Linked DNA regions of Gossypium hirsutum: region 1 is linked to region 2. A link is a contact called in public Hi-C data. All regions are on one chromosome and are shown on one strand. Each heading gives the region's core, a stretch centred on a gene start, on an enhancer-like site or on the middle of the called end of the contact. The rest is flanking DNA. Distances are from core to core; before and after follow the strand shown.

Region 1 (4,513 bases), core at 667-3,166, 300 kb after region 2:
TACACTTTGAAACTGCATTTCCCTAAAAAGATCTATTGCTTCTCTGTGATTCTCATTCTGGGAATAGCCAGAGATTATAGCATTCCATGAAATAACACTTGGGCATGACATGTTATCAAACATTTGACGTGCAGTTTCAACATCTCCACCCTTTATACACGCTGCAAGCATATTAATATATGTAACCTCATCAGGTTTAAAACCACTAAACTGCATTCTTTGAAAACACTCAATAGCTTTCCCACTATTTCCTTTCTGGCCATATCCAGCAATCATTATATTCCAGGAGACAACACTGGGTTTTCCCAAAGTATGGAAAACCATCTCAGCACTCTTCATAATCCCATTCTTAGCATACATATCAAGCAATGAGTTGCCCAAATAAAGATCATGTTCAAATCCAAGCTTAAATGCAAGACCATGTATTTGTTCTCCAAGTACAACATTACGTAATAATCTATCTCCATTTTCATAACAGCCAAATTCATCATACTCTCCCCCCTTTGCACAAACACTCAAAACAGCAGACAATGAAACAGAATCAATCCGAACCCCTTTCCGAGACATCATTCTAAACATCTCCAAAGCCTCAACGACCCCATCAATCCTTCCTAACCCACCCATCATTGAAGTAAAAGTAACCTCATTAGGTTCATCAATGTCTGCAAAAATTTGAACAGCTTCCCTCATAACCCCACATTTAGCATAAACAGACAATAACCCATTACAGACAAAGATATTCTTATCAAGACCAATCTTAATGACAAGACCATGACATCTCTTCCCGAGCTGCAAATCAAAAACACTTCCACAGGCACTTAAAACGCTAGCAAAAGTAATATGGGTGGGCAAAAAACCTTCCAAAACCATAAGCTTATAAACATCCAAAGCTTTTTCCTGGTGCCCATTTTTTAACATTAAACTAATCAGGTTGTTCCAGGAAACAACGTTTCTTTCAGGCATTTGTTCGAACACTTTACGGGCAAAAGTTAAGTTCCCAGTTTTGCAATAGAAACTCAAAACGGCGTTCCAGGAATAAATGTCCTTCTGAGGGGTATTGTCGAATGTACGATGAGCATATGTTGGGTCGTTGCATTTGGAATAGAGTTCAATGAGACGGTTGCATAGGAAAGTATTGGTTAAAAGGTTGGTGCGAAGAATGTAAGCATGGAGGACTTTGCCTAGCAGAAGAGATTTGTTGTCTATGCAAGTTTGCAAAAGGTTAGCTATGCCCTTCATGTTGCTTTTGCTTCCCACTTGGCTGTATTTCTTGCAGACTGGTAAACACCAATTCAAAAAACAAATGATGTTAATGATAAATTGGGTTAGTCAATTCTATTCTACCTTATCAGCTATGGGGCTCCAATAAAATGAAATCAATCATATGCACATAAGTGAAAGCCGAACATCAAACAAAGTCGAAAGGGTGTGTAGTTGTGTACCTAAAATCCAGAGTCGAGGCTCGGATGTGCAGCCCGGAGAAATGGTTTCAAATAGCGGTGGAGCAGCCGCCAGTTCGCACCACCGCTAAGAGAGCAGACAATATCTCATGACTCGAGCAGAAGAAATGTTGTAAGTGAAGTTTACGCTGTCAAATGACCTCATTTAATTTCCTTGTCTGTCGGAAGGAGAGGGCTTTGGGTCAAGTCAATGAAGGAGGCCGGGACAGTAGTGGACTAAAGTGGTGAGAAGCTTGTTTGGCGGCGTGGTATTGTGTGTTTCATGGCCGGGGTACCGCCCGAGTTCCGAGTTTGGAGAAAAAATTTAGCCTGGTTTAAGGAATAGGGCTCGCGCTTTCATTTAAGGCTCAGGCTTGGTCTTGTCTACCCTATTTTTTAAGTGAAGTAACCCATTTATGGTTTTTTTTTTTTTTTTTGCGTCAATTTTTAAAAAGTTTTAAGTTGGTCGGAGTTTTCTTTTTGTTCAGTAGAGCTTAACATTTTCTTGTCATCCATTTTATTGAGTTATCTTTTTGTTTGTGGTCATTTTCTCTTACTTGTTTTAAGACTTTTGAAGTGGCGAGTTTAAAATTGGTATAATAACTTATTTAATTTTTAGCGATTATATATTTTATGAATTTGGTCCTAATTTTAATAAAATCAGTAAATCTAATCCTCAACTTTTATATATTATATTAATTTAATCATAATATTTATATTTATATATTTAAAATTATTTTATATTAATATTTAGAAAAATACCTCTTCTCCCTCCCATTCTCCCCTCCCTCTCCTCCACTGTCCCTGGGGGAGGGGTAGGAGGAACAGAAATGGGAAAAGTATTTTTATTTAATATTAATATAAGATAAAGTTTTTGATATATTAACGTAAAATTATGAATAAATCGATATAATACGTAAAAATTGAGGGTTAAATTTGTTGATTTTATTAGAATTAAGATCAAATTGATAAAATATGTAATTGTTAAGGACTAAATTATAATTATACCAATTTCAAAACAGCCATGTCATCCTTCCGTCCAAGTTTTATCAGCAATTAACGGAAAAGGACGAAAAGAGATTAACCCAATAAGTTTGGTGACCAATTTAAAACTTTTTATAGTTAAGTTACAAAAAAATAAAATTGACCATAGTTAAGTGACTTCTATTGTAATTTTTCCAAATTAAATCTCTACTACTATAATGTAAATATTAAAAATATTAAAATGATTAATATAAAAGCTTAATAAATAAAAGATATAAATTTATTACATATTAAATTAAAAATAACCTAAAATTACCTTGGGTTTAACTATTTATAAATATAGGTGGGGTTATACAAAAATTTAGGTCCATATTTTGGGTCGAGTCGAACTTGAGTAAATATGATTTGTAAAAAGAAAAACAAGATGTTTTATTTCTTCATAGATGGTAACAAGTTTGCTTTAACATTGTCTCTCGTTAATTTTAAAATGTGCCTTTAGATTTATAAGTGAGGTTAAATAGACAACTTTTGAAATTAAAATTGCTTTTGAATCTAAAAGCAAAAGCAATATTTTTTTTTAGCTTTTGCATTTGTGAAAATAAACATTTTTAATATGTATTTTATTTAATATTTGTATTGAATACATAATTATTTCATTGTTTAAATTTATTTTAAATAATTAATATTTATATATTCAAAACAAAATATACAAATAATTAACATTAATTTCTTAAAAATACTTAAAATTTAAAATTTAAAATTAATGTTATTTCTCAAAAACACATTTTAACAATAATACAAAACACTTAAATTTTAACCTTTTTTTTTTTGCTAAATACTCTTTCACGACACTTTTGAAAAATTCTTATGAAAAATGCATGTTTCATAAGTTGCTGAGTGCCAATATTGCAAATAAAAAATATGAAAGTAGTATTTCTCTAAATCGTTTTGAAAAAAGAACTAGGGATAAGATAATAAATGTTATATTCTAAAAATATTATTTTTAAGATTCGAAAATGGAAGGTGCGCCGGCAATACTTGATAGTTGATACCAAACATATAAAAATGTATATTACCAAATATTTTACGAGTGTAAGCCCACTTTTAACGTGGCCCATGAAACATGGCTTTGAATGGTTGCTCTTCTTTTTCTTGGATGAGTCCCATTCTTCATTCTTGCCCCTCTAATTGGTCTATATAGATCCATGATCTCCTCCATATAAGTTTTTTTGTACTTCCACTCTGACAAGATAGAAGCTAAGATTTTCCCCTGAAACTTTCCCTACCTATCAGCCTCCATTCAAAGATTCCCAAAAAATTAAAAGTACACAAGATTCTCTAAGATTCTTTTGCTAACAAAGTTGTCTTGCCAATATGTTACTTTCTCACCATCCATCTTTCATCTCACCATTGAAGTCAAGACTCAGTCTTCCATATCTCTACACTCAGCCTCCCAGGCTGTCCATTCCCTACTCACCAGCATTCAAGAATAAGCCTCTTCCATTCTTTGCCATAACCCAACATTTCTTCTCTACATTACCCTCCAAGAATCACCAGCCGCTCCTTAAATCTACACCCCAAAGTTCGGCACTTCCTGTTGTTCCCCTTGATGGTAAGGAACATAATGTTGAAACAGTGAACAAGCAGCTACCAGAAGGATCCCAACAAGAAGACAAGAGCTTCTGGGGTGCTGTTAGTTTGATTATTGGTACGGCTGTAGGGCCTGGAATGTTGGGTTTACCCGCTGCAACGATAATATCAGGTCCACTTCCATCAACCGTTGCCATTATTATTTCTTGGGTTTATGTTATTTCCTCCATCATTCTTATTGCAGAACTAAGTTTTGCAGTAATGGAAGAAGAGGGTGTAGCGGAAGTGAGCTTTACTGGCCTTGCAACAAAGGCATTAGGAAGTCATTTCGGTGCTTTTGTTGCGGTCATTTATGCCTCCCTTAGTTTTTCTTTATTAGTGGCTTGTGTTTCAGGCATTGGTTCAATAGTGTGTCAATGGTTTCCTTGGATGAATTTGTTATTGGCTCATGCTTTGTTTCCACTAGCTACTGGGACTGTTATTATGTTCTTTCCGTTCAA
Region 2 (4,795 bases), core at 1,034-3,533:
TAGGTTGTAATAAAATTAAATTATGTCCACAATTAAATTTATTTGATTTAAGATTTTTAGGTTTTTTCAAATTTAATAATTTTATATGAATTTTTTTATAAAATATATATTTATATGTTTTAGAATTTACAATATTTCATATAATTTTTTTAATTAAGTAATGAAATGATAAAATTAAAGCATTATATCATCACCTCGATATTATAAAAATTAAATTTAAAGATTAATCAGAATAAAAAAAGTTTTCGTAACAAATTAAAAAAAATTATTTAATTTAAGTACTAAATATTGCTCTTTTTAGTTTGACTGATTTAGGGTTAAGACCTAAATTTTCACTACTCTACCACGTGGTTCCACCGTTGATAGGGGATTTGTTATTTCCGCCTCAAATTTTTGCTAGGAACAAACCTTATCTTGGGTTTGGACTTTGGTGTTTGTTGCAAAAGAGGTGCTCAAATAACAAATCGTCTATAAATAACCGGTTCCAGCACTTTATCTCAATATCCACGATTTAAAAAAAAAAAAAAGAAAACCTCTAGATCTCAAAAGAGGTGCCTCACTGCCTTGAGTTGTGATTTCTGGAAACGTGAAATAACTGCGACAAAGATGGCACCGGTGAGATTTCCTTCGGTGAGTTTCAGTAGAAAAAGCTTTGGAATCACCCTTGGCCTATGATTGAAAAGCGAACCAAAACATTCTCCGATCTCGATTCCTCTTGCCCGAATTCCAATTTCCCCGTAGTGGGTGTGCCTTGAGTTGTGATTCCATAGTTCACCCTGGCAAAAGCAAGCTCGTCTCTTCTGGTGATGAGAGGGTGTGGGTGTGCGAGTAGGCCAGGGGCCTCAGCTGCAGTCACTTGCGATGCCCACATCCACTCTGCTAATCATCAGGCTCGTCGCTACCAGCTTGTCCTTGTCGACCCTTTTCTTAATGCTACTAATTGTCAACCAGATGTAGTGCTAGGTTCTGGGTCGTTGCCCAGTCCTACTCTCAATCCCTAAACTCACCATGGAAACTAATCATGTCAAAACTGTTCTTTGTTTTGGTTGTTGCTGTTGTTGTGGAATAAGGGGGTGGTTTGTGTTTCTAGATTTGTTACTCAAACCACCAACCATTCACGAAACGAAGAGGGAGCACTAGTGGAAGGGGAGGGGGTGTTTGTTGATGAAAATCAAAATGATGCAAAGAATAAAGAAATCAAACATTTACCTTTCATATTCCTTTAATATACCATTTTGGGAATGGATTCTTTGAACATATTATATATATACGCACAACTGCTTCTTGGATGAATATTTCTGGGATTTTGAAGATTTCATTAATGGAGATCTGGATTATAGATATTTGGATTTGAGTTAGTGGTAAGTTTTGAAACCTTTCGGGTTTTAATGGAGAAGTACCATGTGGGTCTTTCATGGGACTAGGAGTTCTATGTTTTGAACTCTTAGCAGCCTCCATTATCAAAAAGAAAAGAAGTCTTTCAAAAAGTTGGATCATGAATCTCTTGATTATCTAATCCATACCCTTCTCTTAGATTCTCAATCAAACCACCCTTCTCAGTTCTCACCACGTTCGTCCTCAGTGATTTTCTTTTTTCCATTTTTCTTCATAAGCAAACACACAAACGCTTCTTTACAATCTATCACTGTCGTTGGATTCCAATCAGGTCTTATGTTTTTCCTTCTTCAAGTGTTTCTTAGTCACCACTGCCGTTGAATATACAACTAGATTTTTGGATGAATATCTGCAGACTTTAGTGTGTGTTTTTAGTACTGTCATTATTTTTTTAAGCGAGAAGATATTTACATGTAACAGTAACACAGTAAAAGATTCTTTCGTTTGCGCAGGGGGGGCTGACTAATAAGGAGTGAGTTGTTTATTTCCTCTGTTCATATATTTTGAGTAATGTTGGAAAAATTTTGCTACTAATTTATAAAATATTTTTAATTAATAAGATTAAACATACAAATTTATGGTGGTTCGATATATATATATATATATATTATAATAGCCTTAAGCTGATAAAGAACAAATAATTATATTTGATCCTAGTCAAAAGTCCGAGATAGATATATCCTTTTACCAACAATTGTTTAGAAAGTACAAATTATGATAAAGAGTTTAAATTATAAATTTAGGGTGGGTTTGGATAAGCGATTGGTACGGTGCTGTGCGTTTAACTTACTTTTTGTCTCACGCTACAGTATCTAATCTCACCGCCACTATTATTTTTAAACTAACCTCAAGGAAATGCACCGTTCATCCAAACTCACCCGTGAAATGGTGAACTTCATGAGTTATGGCTTTAAATATATCGGCTCACATGCCCTCGCCCAACCTTTATGCGTCGGTGCTTTTGAATTCACACCCTTGCCTGACTTGAAAATTGAGCATGCCCCTATTCCTCCACAAAGGAGGCTATCAACTTCACCTCTTCTCTTGGAGCTTTCTTCAATCCCTCCGAAGATACAGCCTGAAAAGCAAAACCCTTAAATCCCACATTACAGCAGGAAGAAACAAACAGAAATGGCCAGACAGCAACGGGTCGGACTTTTGCCCACCCGAAAATTTATACAAAACAGATGTGACCCGGGGAGAGAGAGAGAGAGAGAGAGAGGTCTGGGTAAGTAAGATCCCTTTCATGCAAAGATCAATGAGATTCGATTAGGACTGGAACTACCTGCAGGCAACTTGCCCATTCTTTTTTCCATTTATGAATAACCTAATGCTAATTATTCATGTCAATTAAAGAACTAGCAATTTTGCTTGTTTTACATTAATATAAATTTATTTATTTTCTATGACTGCTGTTCAATTCAGGGTCTAGATAAGGCCGTAAAAGCTGACTTAGCAAGAATACCAGAGGAAGAAATAGGCATCGGGGCAAGGCTACTATCTGTGGAAAGTTCCCTGATAGAGCTGAAGAGTGTGATTTGCGATTTAAAAGCAAAGGTAGATTTGGTTGATGACTTGGTGAACCTGGTCACTAAAGCAGTAATTGATAAGGATCTAAACCATATTGACCAGCCAACCATGGTCTTGATGGATGAAGCTACAAAGGCCTTCACTGAAGCGCCGAACGAGGCTCAATCTCGCGGGAGCCGCCGCGCTGCTGCCAGAAATGTCGGAGGGCATCAGGGCAGTTCTAGGGACATTGCAAGAGAGGAAATAGGCATCGAGGCGAGGCTACTATCTGTGGAGAGTTCACTCGAAGAGCTGAAGAGAATGATTTGGGATTTAAAAGCAAAGGCAAAACTGGTTGATGACTTGGTGAACCTGGTCATCAAAGCAGTAATTGATAATGATTTCAACATTGAACAGGCAACCGTGGTCATGATAGACGAAGCTACAAGGGCCTTCACCGAAGCGCTGAACGAGAGCTGCCCTGTTGTTGGCGGAAGTGGTGGAGGTCATGAGGACAGTTATAGCAAGCACAATTAATATTGTGATACTTTGTTTTATTTTACTGGTTTCTGGAGTTTGTGAAAAAATCTTTAAGTGCCATAATATTATCTAATAAGTTTCAATGTATTGATCCAACAATCAAAATTTTACTGTGAAAAACATTCCAAAAACCACCCTACAGTGATATGGGAAAGCTAAATTCACAGTAAAATGTTGAGTAACAATATGCTACTTAATTAAACCTATATATATTGAAGGCATATATAACCAATTCTTTGTGAGGAAGATTTATTAGTGTTTACTTGTTAGCAGATTGTTTAATTAATTAACTAAATTTTCGTAGGGAAAAGGTTTGGTAAGAGTTGAAATGAATTCGTCATCCACTACCATGAACGGGATGACCTAATATTTTGGGTTCTTTTTAAAGGTTAATATAACACTTCATACTCATATTTAATTTCATACCTGGTTTTTTATTCCATTTCGTATTTTCGCACCATCTTCCGTCGGCGGTCCGAGAGGGGGCGCCAAAACGCATATTCGTCATTCACTAGCATATTCTTGGGATGACCTATTATTTTGGTTTTTTATTCCATTGTCGTATTTTCGCACCATCTATTTCATAAGTTTATTGTCATTCAACTTTAATCCTTTAATTTGTCATTTTGCTACTGGATTAATATTATTTAAAACTACACTCATGACGCAACCAAAAACTTTATAAATAATAATATAAATAAATAATATCTATTTTACTAACAAATATTAGGTATAATTACGAATTTTGAAAATGAATTATAAATGAATAGTAAAAATATCTATTAAGATATAAAAACCTTAACAAGAAGTACTAAGTTTAAAGAAAAAAAAACCCAGAATTTTGAACAAATGAGTATCCATAAATTATTTTACTATTAATAATACTTACCGAATTTATAAATAAGGTTTTTACTTGTATTAAAAGATGAAATAATATTTAAGGTATAATAAAATATTAAAAAATAAATGTTTTTTTAAATTTATTTGTAAAGAAAAAAATACATTAATATATCATCAAACGGTAACTATTTTGTTTTCTATGTAAGTTACACTAAGTAAAAGAAAGTTAAGATTTACTCCAAATTGTTTTATTTGAAGTTTTTAATTTTCTTTTATATTAATGTTAAGAACTAAGTAAACTTTTTTTTTTTGACAAACAGAAAAAGTTAAAACATATATTAAAATTTATTTCCAGAATTTTAATCTGGCATCTAAGTTTAAAATAATAAACTTTATTTTAATTCGAAATAAAAAAATTTCATTAATTGTTTTTTAATAGAGTTCTTAAAAAGGATTAAATTCGGTTATTAGTATTTATATTTTTTAAAATATTGGTCAAATTTAATTTTAA

Evidence for each region. Hi-C and Micro-C count contacts between places; a contact is called where the count stands out from the background.
Region 1: a contact with region 2 is called in a Hi-C map of leaf, with 2.4 times the contacts expected there. The contact joins the promoter of LOC107961888 here to the promoter of LOC107961882 in region 2. A contact is called at or near these places in 3 of 34 Hi-C or Micro-C datasets (callus and leaf).

What each region holds. Positions count from the first base shown.
Region 1 is chrD11:54,854,807-54,859,319 of Gossypium_hirsutum_v2.1, forward strand. LOC107961888 (pentatricopeptide repeat-containing protein At4g20770) reads right to left here and starts at 1,917. Exons shown (of 4, transcript XR_005920526.1): 1 at 1,443-1,917; 2 at 1-1,277. LOC107961889 (tyrosine-specific transport protein) reads left to right here and starts at 3,700. Exons shown (of 3, transcript XM_016898054.2): 1 at 3,700-4,513. The coding sequence starts at 3,798.
Region 2 is chrD11:54,555,347-54,560,141 of Gossypium_hirsutum_v2.1, forward strand. LOC107961882 reads left to right here and starts at 2,284. Exons shown (of 2, transcript XM_016898043.2): 1 at 2,284-2,623; 2 at 2,821-3,692. The coding sequence starts at 2,393. The coding sequence ends at 3,441.